Linked DNA regions of Gossypium hirsutum: region 1 is linked to region 2. A link is a contact called in public Hi-C data. All regions are on one chromosome and are shown on one strand. Each heading gives the region's core, a stretch centred on a gene start, on an enhancer-like site or on the middle of the called end of the contact. The rest is flanking DNA. Distances are from core to core; before and after follow the strand shown. Region 1 has its middle 25 kb from the start of LOC107921050. Region 2 holds the start of LOC107921033.

Region 1 (2,700 bases), core at 100-2,599, 110 kb before region 2:
AAAAACACTTCTGAAAGCATTATTACTTTTTCATCCCTTCATTTTTATTGTCTCATTTTTCATTCACTTTAAATTGCAAATGCTAATGTAAAATTTTTAATATATAAATATTACCCCTTTTTGAAATTTTAATCCAAATACATGTAATATTTTAACTTGTTAGATTTATGTTTTCTATATTATATTAATATCTAATATGGGTTATATATTCAAATTATGTTTTAAAATAAAATCATTAATTAAAAATAAAAAAGATTCTTAAAATAATACAAATGTGTTAATATCTAATTACAAATATTTAACAGTTATATTTAAATATCTAAAATATAGTTTCTAATTAAATTTAATAAATAATTAATATTAATTGCTTAAAAGTATTTAAAATTTATATTTCATATATTAAAATATTAACAACAAGTTATATAAAATTATTTTTTATATTCTTGCTAAAAATCATAATATTAACTAATTTTAACATTATTTAAATGCATATTTATTATTTTATAATATCATGTCTAAAATGGACATTTTATTTCTGAAAAGTACTTTTTGATAGCAATACCAAACATTTAAATCTTAAACCAAACTTTTCAAAAGTAATTTTCAAAAAAATACTTTTCCACAACACTTTTTAAAAGTACTTTTCCAAAGTAACGTTAAACTAGCCCTTAGTCCTTTAATTTGGCACCCTTTTATTTTTCAATTTGGTCTCTTTGAACTTGGCAATTATTCCCAGTTTGGTCCATGAACTTGAATTCCGTTCAAGTATGATGATCTAGCACCTTGGGACTATTCTATGTTATCACTTGAAAATTTTTAAAAGAATTATATAAAATCTCAAAAATAACAAAAAGAGAAATTAAGTAGAGTTTTTAAAAACTTCAAGTGATGATGTGAGTACCTTAACGTAACGCAAGTTTAAAAATCAAAGTAGAAAAGTAATCAAATTTCAATACTAATATGGACCAAAAAAAATAGGGACTAAATATTATCTTATCTCTAAATAAAATACATATATATAATTTCTTTAGCTTTTTCATTCTTTTCATTTTTATCTATTAACCTAAATATAGTGGCAATGCTTTAAATAAATATTTTTGAATAATTTAGTGATTTTAATAAAATATTTTAAATAATTCAATGATTATTTTATAGCTTTATAATATTGAGTGACGAAAATACAAATTTACTAATAATTTAATGAGTTTACGGAAAAGTATCTAACTTCCTTTCCCTCCCCTTATAAGGCCACAAAAAGGAATGGACAAAGGTGATTAGATTGGGTAGTACTACTACTAGTATCTCAGTATGCAGCTGATTCTCAAAATAAAAGGTTAGATACATATTAGTTTGGATTAGGCCTTCAATCTTTATCGGACGGAGGATTGGGCCAGACCCGTTACCCTTTTAAGTCTTTACCCTTTACCACAACTATTCTTTCGTAGACTACCACCGACTTGTGGTCGAGATTTTACAACTCTAGTTTTTTCATATTGTGTTAAGTTACAACTCTAGATTTTACCATCATCGGAATGCTATGCTCATGAGTGGTGGTAATCATTTCTCTGTTAAAAATTTATTATATTTAGAATAAATTATTTTCGATTCTTATTAATTTAAGATTTTATAGAAAATAATTTCTATATTTTTTGTGTTTATTAAACACCAGAAAATATTTTATACAGATTCATCTAACACAAAAAAATATTAACTTTTCCAGGGAAAAAATTATTTTTCAAATATCATTTTCCGAAAATAATTTTTAATGAAACAAAAATACCCTTGATGTAAAATATAATCACCTCTTATTGTTTCAAGAATGTTTACTTATTTTATCAAGTTTGAAGAAAATCTTATAAAATCTCTCAAAATTTATTCGGTTAAATAAAAGATAATTATACATGTTTTATTATATATATGTTTTCTATTTTATTTATTATTTTTTAGTTTTAATTAAGTGTTTTAAATTTATATATTGACCTTAAAGGTGAATTTATTAAATTGTTTTATGTAAAATTAATTAATTACTATTGTTTAGAAAGTTATAATAGAAAAGATTTGGATTATAATAAAAAAACAATTCATCTTAAAATTAATACATATAATTAAAATTTTAATAGTTGGCATGTATTTCCATAGAAAATTATTAAAAAGGAAACAATAAGTAAAAGAGAAGACAAAAATTAAATATAATTATCATTTATAATAGGGATAATAGCAAAAAAAAAACCTTTGTACTTAACAAAATTTTCAATGTGGCATTTATACTTTTGAAATCTCCAATTTAGTATCCCAAGTTTAATTTCATTTTTCAATACCATTAAAATTTGTGCTGACATGGCACGTTGACCAATAAAAAAGTACCACATGGGAGATCATTGACTTTTGACCAAAAACAAAAATACTTCTCTTCTAAACAAAAACAAAAAAGTCCAAATATTTTTTTAAATTGCCAAAATTAAAATAAATACAAACTAATTTCCTTTTACTTAATAAAATAGAAAAGAAGAGAAAAGAAATATCACGTTTAGAAATCCTTCTCTTCTAAACTTAATTTTTTTCCAAACCTAGATCTCCAATAATTCTATCATACCTAAAACCACCATTGTTGATGGAAAATGTTGCACCGACCACTGTTATTGATGTTCAATCCTCGATGGATCCTGAAGTTAGATCTCTCAAGCCATCGCTCTTCAAATC
Region 2 (2,700 bases), core at 51-2,550:
AATTATTTTCTATTGTCACCTCATTATTACAACTGCATTAAAATTTAGCTTGATTTTAATCTTACTATTACAATACTCTATCTTACTAACTAATCGTACATTATTTTTATTTTAAATATCATTGAAGTCAATCAATGAAAACCTAATTTTTTTTTTTAAGAACCTACCTCTATTCTTATCCAATAAGGTACCCATTAAGCGGGGCCATGTTCGACTCCAAACCTTTTTATATAATCCCTTCTATCATATTCACAGAAAAAATAGACTTTCCAAACCATCTACGACTTTGAGCACTACAAATATTAATTACCTTTGACTTTTATCACCGCTATTAATATAATTATACAAACATTTTAACTTTGACATGCTTTATATTTATAAAAGAAAAATTCAAACATATTAAATAAAAAAAGTGCACCAAAGATAAAAGATAAACTAATTTATGTAATTAAAAATCAAATAAAACAAATTTAGAAAACAAGTTTTGAAAATAACATCAAATTCTTTTAAATTGCTTTACTACTATGTATAATCGATTCTCTTTTTTTTTTTTGTTGATTTTAGGATATCATGATCGGTAACAATGACTAACTCTTTTATCACGAATAGTGGCAGAGTCAGAAATTTTTTTTAGGAGTGTCATAATTAAATTATATATTTTTACGATAGTAGAAATGTAATTTCACTATTTTAATTGTCTATATTTTTATAATTTTTAAAGGATTAAGTCAAATTTTTATTATTTTGGGGGGACAAAGTATAATTTTACCATTATTGATTTAAAATTTTATAAATTATAAAAAGCTTAAATGAAAAACTTTCTATTTTAAGGAGTCGGGTCCCCTACCAGTCCCCTTGGCTCCACCACTTGTCATAGATGCTTTTCAGAAAAGTATTTGGCTAGTCATGAAGCATGTTTCATTCTCATAAGTAGAGATCAAACCTCTCAAATACATGATTAACGGACGAGATGGGCAACCACCATGCCACATGGTTAAAGCACCTTTAAACAAAACTTTAAATAACTACATTAATCATATAACAAGTTATACCATTAAATAAAGGGATATTCACTTACATCAATATAAAACTAAAATAAATTTACATTTTTTCATAAGTTTTCATACGAATAATTCAACAGTTAAATTTATCAAAATATTTATATTTATCAAGCATATAAATATTTTAATCGATATAATAACTTTATTATATGATATAAAATATTAATGATTGATTTTTTAATATAAAACAAATAATTTAAAATTTGTGTGAAAACATAAAAGATCATTTCTCTCCATGACAACGAATAAACTGGTACGTGGAACATATATCAATTAAACAAAAATGGAAAATGAAATTAAAAAAGAAGCATCACTCGGCCTGGCTTTTAATAAGCAGCAAATAACGGCTGCGCTTTGTAAGTGGCGGAGGTGTGAGAGTGTAACTCAAGTAATAGCTTCCTTCCTACGCAACGCGTCACTGCTGAGTTAAAAAGGGAAGGGGTTTTATTAAGGGTTGGCAATGTCAAACGTCAAAATCAAATTGGATGAAAAAGTAGGTATGAATCAGCTGTCCCCATCTCTATCTCTTTGAAAAGTACAACAACAGCATCCCCTTTGACTTGCAATGCCAACGGTATTTCATGTTCCCCGCGTGACGCCGTGGCTCGCGTCACTCTTTATTAAACCCCCCTTTCCACATTCTTCATTCATCTCCTCTTATTTATTTGTTAATTAACCATAATAATAACAAACCATTTCTCCTCCTCAAATACAACTGCAATTCCAAACCTCCCAATTCCTTTTCACTTTTCTATATATTCTTCTCTAACAATCCATCCATCCATCCATCCATCCATGCCATGGGTGCCTGTTTCTCTTACGAAATCCCTGAATTTTCAGAATCTGGGTCTCGCCCAACAGCTCATGTTATTTCCCTCAACGGTGATCTTCATAAATATAATCCCCCGGTCTGCGCCTCTCAGGTTCTTCACGCCGAAGCCTCCTCCTCCTCCTCTTCTTCTTCCTCCTCCATCTTCCTTTGCAACTCGGATAGCTTATCTTACGACGATTACGTTCCGGCCTTGAATGCGGACCATCAACTGCAACCCAATCAGATATACTTCGTGCTTCCCGTTTCCAAGCTTCAGCAGCGATTGGCTTCCAAGGATATGGCCGCTTTGGCCGTCAAAGCCAGCGTTGCTATCCAGAATGACTCTAGAAACGATTCTAATCGGCGCAAGAAAGCCCGAATTAACCCTGTGATGGTGGTAGCTCAATCTGTTGTTGATCCTGTTGGCGCTTCTACCGTATCAGCCCCAACCCCCAGCAGCACCAAGTCCTTTACCAAGTCCCAGACTCAACCTCAGCCAGCTGGGATGTCAAGATCTGCTTCTTTTAGAAAATTGCAGCGATACACATCCAGACGAGCCAAATTGGCCGTTCGTTCTTTTAAGCTAAGGCTGTCCACTATTTACGAAGGCTCCGTTCTGTAATCTACCTACCCGGATCCACCTTTCAAGTTGTTAATTTTCCATGAGCCCCCAATGTAACATATTATACATACATACATATATCTATTATATTCAAAACTTCTCTGTCCTGTATAGAAACTGAGATCGAGAGTGTCATTTTTTTATTGAGTTAACCGGAGATTCCATTAATCATCATTCTCACATGAATTTTTGTGGGTCTTTTTCAT

Evidence for each region. Hi-C and Micro-C count contacts between places; a contact is called where the count stands out from the background.
Region 1: a contact with region 2 is called in a Hi-C map of leaf, with 3 times the contacts expected there. The contact joins the enhancer-like site here to the promoter of LOC107921033 in region 2. A contact is called at or near these places in 6 of 34 Hi-C or Micro-C datasets (fibers and leaf).

The regions. Positions count from the first base shown.
Region 1 is chrD01:15,343,535-15,346,234 of Gossypium_hirsutum_v2.1, reverse strand. No RefSeq gene overlaps it. Among protein-coding and RNA genes, the nearest start is that of LOC107921050, 25 kb to the left of the region's middle. Within about 2 kb of position 1,349, at least 3 of the 9 cell types and tissues checked have an H3K27ac peak or open chromatin away from gene starts, as enhancers often do. A contact at or near this core is called in leaf, where this site is marked.
Region 2 is chrD01:15,229,495-15,232,194 of Gossypium_hirsutum_v2.1, reverse strand. LOC107921033 reads left to right here and starts at 1,300. Exons shown (of 1, transcript XM_016850889.2): 1 at 1,300-2,662. The coding sequence starts at 1,862. The coding sequence ends at 2,494.